Regions from separate parts of the Zea mays genome. Here region 2 is linked to region 1. Evidence: chromatin contacts called from public Hi-C data. All regions are on one chromosome and are shown on one strand. The core of a region is the stretch at or near the end of the contact, and the rest is flanking DNA. Distances in the headings are between cores, read along the strand shown. Region 1 holds the start of LOC103632177. Region 2 holds the start of LOC100381483 (RNA-binding (RRM/RBD/RNP motifs) family protein).

Region 1 (4,616 bases), core at 661-3,160:
ATCAAACCGTGGCTGCTTAGGGATCAAACCTAGGATCTATTGAGCAGAATGCCTAGCCTTCCACCCTCTAGCCAACGTGACTCATGTTGAATTGTGTACAACTTCAACTAAGATGTCTTTTGTGTTTAACCCGCCGTCCACTCTGTATGCTCACTGAGTCTAGAAAAACATTTATAGCTTGGCCCCTGATCTTTCTGGAATTTGGGACGCAGTCCAGGAAATAAAGAAAATAGGGAAAAGGAGTTTAGAAATTGATTTTTAGTTTAAAAATAATTGCAGAAACTCATTTAATTCATGGAAATTTCATATTAAATCCAAATGAGTTCATTCTAATTTCTATAATTCTATAATATTATTTTTTATCACATAATACCTCTGTTTTGTCATGAAAACAACAATAAAATTGATTTTCTAATTAATCCTATATCAAATACATAGAAACTTTGGAAATTCGTAACTTCCCCATTTTAATTCCAAATTGAACCGTTCCAGTTGTGTTAGTCTCGTATGAATATTTACTACGTAGTAACAACATTGATTATACCATGTTTTATACTTTTATAATTAGATATTTATTTATCCTATGTTAATTGGGTTAATCTATGTCTATTGGATTAATTTATTTAATATATTAATACAGTATTCTAACTTTATGGTTATACGATGTTTGACCATAAGTCTTGCAAACACACACACTTACCTTTTTGTTTAACCAAAAGCGTATGGTGGTACGTGTCCGATGACTAACGATGTACGAGGGAATTTTTTCCGGTATGTGTGAAACATGCTCTCCAATAATGAGACCATGCAAATCGTGACATATATCGAAGTCTGTATGATACTGATGGTTGCAATGTAGTTGTGAAACGATAGATTATAAATAACAAAATTTATGTATGGTCAGAATCACAAATTGATTATGAAACATTTTCTCATAACGGTATAACACATATTTTGTATATAAGTTATCGTAGTATATTGGTATTATATATTTCCGTTGCAACGCACGGGCATTCAGCTAGTAAAGTTTAAATTTAAATGTTAAGTTAAAAACATAAATAATAACTCAATCATGTTTGATCCACATCGATGAGACGTTGAATTTGGAGCTGTTGATATGTAGCGAGGATCTTTAGTGGGAAATTCTGCAGAGAGAGATCTGACGCCCACGGTTGCTCGTCGGCGACTTGAGCCTCACCGGCCTGTTCCCCTCTGAGAAGAGCACACCAGGATTCAAGTGCGCAATTGCCGGGCGCTTCAATTCTACCATAGCAAAGACTAGTCAAGATTCAAGAAGACAACCGTATCAAAGACATGCATACCCTCCTTGCTCTATGTTACTCAATCACTATAGCTAAATACCAGTATGCGAGGTAAATCTTAAAAATTAAGTATTAGTCTACAAGAACAGAAGAACAAAAAAGAAAGGCATGCGTTGCGTGGCCACAAATTACTGATCTGTTATAAACATCATGCTGCATTTGAAACGTAAAGTCGTACGTTCTGCCTTGAACATATAATAAAAAAAAGAACACTAGGTAAAGTTGTTCTGTACTATTGTATCCGTAAACAAACCGGGCCGGCATGTCACATTTGAAATGTGCACTATGTTTCTTTTTTTTACAAAAAATCTAAGCTGTATGGTACATACAGCAAACCCATTGAACACCTGGCCACTACTGATGTCTTTTTTTGCAGAATAAGAAAGGCTGGTGATAACACCGGCGACTAAAAATCAAGGAAGACATTCGTTAGTGCTGGCTTTTACAAAGGTAATAAACAAGCAATCAAAGAGAAGGATATAGACAGTGAGGCTGGTGTGACCAGCACCAGCAATGGAGGGGCCACATGGAAAGAAAGCTCCCGGAGGAAGAATTAAGGGCGAACCTATTCTATTCTATATCCCCTTCAAGTTTCAAGCTAGGGGCCGGGGCTTTTTAAGGCAACGGTGGAGAGCGTCAGTGGCAGCAGCTCGTGGTCCGTCCGGGGTTTGCTGCTCCGTTTTCTTCAGAGCAGCGTCCATCCATGGAGAGGACGAAGAAACCATGCCTTGGTGTCGTCGCTCTGCTTCTCTTCCTGCTCCTGGCGTCGGCCGCCCATGGAGCTCAGCCTGCAGATGCCAAGGACATAGCAGGTATGCAGTTTTGCTCGTCTTCAGGGCTAATTAAGAGTATGCATGAGCTGTATCTTGTTTGTCTTCCATGTATACTATAACTTTTGCTTCTACAGCACTGCCGCTTGCTTTCTGTGATTCAGTTCGATTAGTGGAAAAAAAAACACTTGAATTGGAACACACAAAAAAGATCGTTCTGAAAGAGACAATGCCCTGCTGCACTGCACACCCTTGTGCTTTAAGAATTGCCTTTTCAGTTCTTCAGGAGTGCGTGCAAAGCATGGCTGGTCGAGGATAGGGAAGTAGCAACATAACCTTGTAAACTGAGTCATATATGTTTAGCTGATAGAATAAATACATTTGTATATATGCTTGGACACTAACAAGTAATATGAAATGATTATCACAGTGAAATGATTTGCTTTCTCAAATAACAAGTAATATGAAAATGCGGATGCAGTCTCGTGGAGGGGAACTGGTGTGTTCTAAATTACTAAGTTTACTATGATGCTGCTTCTATAGTATCAGCTGTAATATGATATAGGAAAGTGAGTCAACACCTGATATTGTTCAGTTAAAATAGTTTTGTGCCCTCTTAAAAAAGCTAGAAATACCCAAGAAGCCGGCCAGAAGCCGAAACAAACAGATCCATAGTTGTTTCTCGCAATCAAACAAAAAACAGTTCAGGTTGAGGCCTTAGTGCGGCAACCAAACTTATGCATGGTTCTGAAGAAAATGTGTACAACTCTGATGAAGAGAGACCCCCCAAAAAAATGAAACAAAAACAAACATATCTTGGACCCTGCTGAGGTGTCGAAACTCCAAATGCAGATCGGAGGCCCCTCCCTTCTCTGTCACAGATGCCCTGTCGGTCTGTTCTGTCCATGTGTGGTGAAAGATATGATTCCCTGCGTTCCAGGATGCCCCTACACACGTTAATTAAGCATACTCCAAGGACAGAAGAAAGCGATCCTGCACCAATACTTTATTCGCTGCTGCACACACGGCATCATGCACTACTCCAGAGTCCAAACAACAAAAGCTACTATAATATAGCTTGCTACCCTGATGACCTGATCAGTCCGGAGAGAGAGAGAGAGAGAGAGAGAGAGAGAGAGAGAGAGAGAGAGAGAGAGAGAGAACAGTTAAAAATCCTTGCAGAAAGAATCCACTTTGATGTTTCCATGGCCTCTGAATAGCATCATCTCAGTTAACAAACGTGCACCGTTGAAACAGTGTGTGCTTCCGTCTGCAGCAGGTGACGGCGACGGCGAGAGGGCCACGGTGAGGACAGGGCACGGGCACGGCTACAGCAGCAGCCACAGCGGCGGGCACCCGAGCGGCGGCACGCCCGAGCAGGGCGGCGCAGGGGTCGTCGATCCCCGTAACCTCAACGCCAGAAGCCACCACCGCCGTGGCGCGGCGACCAGGGCAAATGTATACTCTTCTTGGCTCGTCTGCACGCTTGTCGCAGGAGGTGTTATGCTGCTGCTTTGAGGTACTAGCTGGGAGATGACGTGTGATGCATGTACAAATTTAGGGGGTGTTTGGTTGCTCCTGCTAAAGTTTAGCTCGGGTCACATCAAGCGTTTGACTTTTAAATAGGAGTATGAAATATAGACCCAACCAACTGGACTAGATTCGTCTCGTCTTTTAATCTTCGGCTAACAAATTAGTTTTATAATCCGACTACATTGGCAACGTATCGTGTGCTCAAACCGCTACCGTACTCATATGCGCATATTAAATCTCGGCCATCTATCTCCCATCCAACGACAGCCGGCAATTTTGCAGAGAACTCCTCCCACCATCCTTGGCTGGCGTGGAAAGTTTTACATCTAGCTCCCTCCACCGTTTGGTTCAGGCGCAAATGGGCCAGGAGCAGCTCGCCGCCACCGTCCAGAGTTGCAAATGGATGCCCCCATAAATATTCAAGGATCTGTGCCTTATTACTGCTGAAAATAGCATTGTGCTCATATTTACAAAATACCTGAACATGCCTAAACATCTTGAACATATATATGAAGGCAATCGTGATTCACAATCCTGTGCATATATCCTGAACAGGGGACAATGCTGAACAGCCTGAAAATCCTGAACATCCTGAACAGTCTGAATAATGGTAAAAGAGCAGATTCTGAATAATTGAACATCCTCAACATTAAATCAATAATGGTAAAAGAGCAGATTATGAATAAGCACCAGAACTGTATTTTCAGATTACATTTTCAGTATGCAGAGTTTCACATTACAACCCAGAAAATATAAATAAGCACCAGAACTATCGCATAATCCACAAACTTAAAGATTTCATACAAACTTAAATGGAAAACACATGAAACCATCATCTATTCTGCTAGTGGCTGCTGTCTCGAAATTTTCAGCTTGCGAGGTTTGGGCAGTTCTTTTGTTTTTTTAATTCTTTTACTCCGTCCTTTGGATCGAACATCATTTGGTGGATGTATATCTACTTGAGATGGAATTTGGCATCCAATGAAATCCT
Region 2 (4,616 bases), core at 1,460-3,959, 230 kb after region 1:
CATTTAATGCGCTACAGTGCGCGCCTGCGCGCGCAGAAGTCAGAGCAGGCGCCAGAAGGCGCACCGGACAGTCTACAGGACCTGTCCGGTGCACCACCGGACTGTACGGTGGCCCCACAAGTCAGAGCTCCAACGGTCGAACCCTAACGGTTGGGTGACGTGGCTGGCGCACTGGACAGTGTCCGGTGGCGCACCGGACTGTCCGGTGCGCCCGTCGACAGAAGCCATCCCCAACGGCCATTTTGGTGGTTGGGGCTATAAATACCCCCAACCACCCCACATTCATTGCATCCAAGTTTTCAGCCTTCAAACCTCATACAAGAGCTATAGCATTCAATACAAGACACAAACAAAGAGATCAAATCCTCTCCAAGTCCGGAATCACTCCAAACAAACTAGTGACTAGAGAGAGACTTTTGTGTTCTTTTGAGCTCTTGCACTTGGATTGTTTTTCTTCTTTCTCATTCTTGTTTCCATAACACTTGTAATCAAAACAAGAGACACCAATTGTGTGGTGGTCCTTGTAGTGGACTTAGTGTCCCATTTGATTGAGAAGAGAAGCTCACTCGGTCTAAGTGACCGTTTGAGAGAGGGAAAGGGTTGAAAGAGACCCGGTCTTTGTGACCACCTCAACGGGGAGTAGGTTCGCAAGAACCGAACCTCGGTAAAACAAATCACCGTGCCATCCATTCTTATTTGCTTGTGATTTGTTTTCGCCCTCTCTTTCGGACTCGTTTATATTTTTAACGCTAACCCGGGCTTGTAGTCGTGCTTAAGTTTATAATTTTCATATTCCGCCTATTCACCCCCCTCTAGGCGACTTTCAGAACCCAACTGCCATATAAGGGGGTATTTGATTTCTATGAACTAATTTTTAGTTTCTCTATTCTAGTCGCTTGTAGCCGAGGGTGCTTGGGCCATGTTTGTTTTCCTCTTAGATTATATAAGGTAGATTATGGTGGAAGGATAAGAGGGTAAAATATCACTTTGAAAATATAAATAAGCTGAAATAAGCTAGTATTGGGTCACTTATTTCTGCTTATTTGTAACCCTAAAGTGATATTTTACTCTCCTATCCTTCCACCATATTCCAACTTATATAATTTAGGAGGGAATCAAACACACCCTTGGTTTCTAAGGACTAATTTTTATTTCATCCATTTTATTTTATTTTACTCCCTAAATTATTAAACATAGAAACTAAAATATAGCTTAAGTTTCCATATTTGATAATTTAGAAACTAAAATAGAATAAAAACTAAAATACAATAAAACTATAAGGACTAAAAATTAGTCTTTAGAAACCAAACACCCTCTAAATTGGCAAACACATAGACTAGATTTGTAACACCCCGTCCAATCCCTGGACCGGTGGTACTTACTTCTGGCAGCTCACTAGGATCATATATTGTCCTCATATACCAACACTGGTCTTTTGTGCACACTTTGTCCTTACTCATGCGCACCCGAGAAAACTTATCGGTCGGTCACCCATTCCAAATTACTCCAAGCCAAGCATGCTTAACTTGGAGGTTCTTTCGAGATAGGCGTCCGAAAAAGAAGATGCACCTTGTTGGTATGGATACTCTATTAATTCTATTAAGCCTTGGGCCAGGACATCACCATCCCAGTATACTCAAGCCCCTAACCCACACACGTACGTGAAACCGCGAGGGTCGGCTCTAATACCACTTGTAACACCCTATCCAATCCCTGGACGAGCGATACTTACTCCTACTAGCTCTCTAGAATCATATATCGTCACCACAGACCAATAGGGGTCTTTTGTGCACACTTTATCCTCACACATGTGCACCCGAGAAAACTTCTCGGTCGGTCACCCATCTTAAATTGTTCCAAGCCAACCACGCTTAACTTGGAGGTTCTTTCGAGATAAGCTTCCGAAAAAGAAGATGCACATTGTTGGTATGGATACTCTATTAATTCTATTAAGCCTTGGATCAGGACATCACCATCACAGGGGTCAGGATATCACAAAATTAGAGATGATCCCTCTTTTAGACCCTGTGTTTGACAATTTAGAAACTAAAATGTACTAAAATGAAAATCATCTAAGAAACCACGTTAAAATAGTCAAGAACCTATTTTATCCACTTTTGAAAGTTAAGGTACATTTGTTGTTCGAGTGGGTTTTCTAAACAGTAATCGAATGCCTTGAGGGTAACTTTTGAAAATCCAATGCCCACTTTTGAAATTGGACTTCAGCCTAGCTCTAGCAAAAGGCGCTAAAGGCTCCTTTATCCTAAAGGTATAGGATCAAACGGTCCTCCACGCTCTCCAGGCTCCAGCAGTGTCCTCTAAATTTAGAGGACGCTGTTAGATTATATATATAGTTTCTTTAAACCGTTCTCTATCCATTTGAATACTTTAAATAGCCAGTTTAGCATAACTAAAATATGTACAATACATTTAAGAATATGATAAATATGTATGTAAAAGAATTAAAAATATATTTGCATATAGAAGACCTGATTTATAGGACATTTTTAGAGAGGAATAAGATATAAAAGATAAAATCTTTTAGAGAAGAATGCAAACTAGGGATACTGAGAAGGAATATAGAGTACCTTGCTGGCCTCACTGATTTTGACGCCTGACTCGAATTTTTTCCCGCTCTCCAGGCCCACAGCCGGCCCCACATACGGGAACATCTTCGCCGTGCACTCTCTGTGTCTCCATCTGTCCTGTCACTCCTGTCTTGTCTCCCTTTTCTATTGTTCATTCACCCCCGTGCGCTCTCTCCCTGCCGTGGCGACGACTGGGCGACAGCCGCCGCCGCCGCAGTCGCAACCGTACACCAGGCGCCAAGGCCTTCTTCGGGACCTTCGCCGGCGGTGAGCACCGACTAGGTCTGCTAATGCCTTTTTCTTCCCTTGCTGCTGTGCGAAACCGAGCACCCAAACCCTAGGATATTTGGCACTCGGATTTTATCTAACTTCGGTTTTGGGACATGGTGGGCTTCTTTGGATCGATCATTAACCATGGATATTGGGGAAATGTGTTTATTTCCTCCTCAATCCTCTCCAATCCCCATGGGGAATGTGTGTATCTAAAGGAGTCCATAATGACAGAGAATTGAAAATATGTGAGACTTAGAAAGAGGCCCTGCTTGTGTCATGCCTACTAGCCTCGTTGTTTTTTCCTCCAAAATGTTCCGTATGTACCGTGTACATGTTTATACACATGCCATTTATTGAGTCTGTTCCTGCTTGACGAGGTGGTAGCTTGTGAAATTGGGGCCGAAAGCTGCTTCTTGCTAGGATATGCGTGTAGTTCCTTTTTGGGTTTGCGATCGTGTAGTTTTTTACTTATTGTGTTCTACAGATTCCTATTAGGTCCCATGTGAGCCTTTGCTGTGATGTTCTGTCATTATTCTTTCTTCCGAATGAGATTGCATCTCACCAATCTCCACACCATGACTCCATGAGATAATCACGTTATTGGGTGTTTTGTGCATCTGTGGAAAATTGAATTCCTTGAATGTTCTTCTTTGTTGGGAGTAGGAGTACAAATTTCTGCTTACTAATTCTATGAAATTCTGCTGTTTCAGCTGTTAAATTAGAGTATTGCAGGTCGACTTAGTTGGCATCTTGCATAATACAGCATTATCCGTTAAGATTTTTATGTTAGGTGATATATTGTGTCAGTCTGACTTCATTGTGTGTTTGATAAATCAAAAAGGGTCTTCTTGTGTTCTGCGTTTAGCCCTGAATAATATTATTAATATTTGTATTATTAACTCTACCATTTCAATTAAAAAACACAGGAGTATATTCTGTGCCAATGAAATGTCTGCCTCTGAAAACCAGGCTGCTGAAGCCAGAATGGACAAAAGTGCCATGAAAATTGGCCCAACTGGGAACAAAATCCGTATTCGTTTGCCATTATCACTGAGAAAGCGGTTGGCCGAAGGCCTTCAAACCATGAGCACAGGATTACCTGAGGATACAACAAAACACGCTGCTAAGGAAGTACCTGAATATACTGATGACACTGCCAAGGCTAATTTCATTGTCCCAGACCTGAATCTGACAATCGCTGCTGGCACGCAGGATAAAAGGGAAAGCATTTGCCCTGTAAGAAAAGGGTCATGTGAAGAGCGACACACGGACATTATGAGCAATGGGCTGCCTCCTGACAGCAGCGAAACAACAAAGAAGCAAGCATGTGTAGGAGCCATGGACAACACCCAAAGCATGGAACCTTCAATCACAGGAGTGCAAAGTGAAGTGGAAAAGAATAACTCCATTAAGAAACCCTGTGAACCTGCTAGTGAAAATATCTTAAGCAAGAAGCTACTCTATGAGACAAACAGCAATACCTCAAGGAAGAGAGTAACTGAAGAAGCTAAGATCAACAACCCAAGCAAGAACCTGAAAACCTCTGCAGTGAAGTGTGGAGAGGCAAATGACTGTTTCCTAACCAGACGGTCTGCTGATCAATCTAATGACAAGAAATTTAGCAAAAAACTGTGTAGCTCTGCGGTACAAGCTACTGACAGCTGCCAGAACATTTCTGGAATGAAACTTCCTACCTCTGTTGGCGTGGCTGTAGAACAAAGTACCAGCACTGCATTCTCGGAGGCCACAAAAGTG

What was found. A called contact is a pair of places that touch in the nucleus more often than the background predicts.
Region 2: a contact with region 1 is called in a Hi-C map of ear, with 5 times the contacts expected there. The contact joins the promoter of LOC100381483 here to the promoter of LOC103632177 in region 1. A contact is called at or near these places in 4 of 25 Hi-C or Micro-C datasets (ear, leaf and tassel).

What each region holds. Positions count from the first base shown.
Region 1 is chr7:27,516,571-27,521,186 of Zm-B73-REFERENCE-NAM-5.0, forward strand. LOC103632177 reads left to right here and starts at 1,911. Exons shown (of 2, transcript NM_001364218.1): 1 at 1,911-2,134; 2 at 3,369-3,645. The coding sequence starts at 2,026. The coding sequence ends at 3,610.
Region 2 is chr7:27,746,873-27,751,488 of Zm-B73-REFERENCE-NAM-5.0, forward strand. It overlaps LOC100381483 (RNA-binding (RRM/RBD/RNP motifs) family protein), which reads left to right and starts at 2,710. Exons shown (of 3, transcript NM_001174319.1): 1 at 2,710-2,855; 2 at 3,788-4,616. The coding sequence starts at 3,810.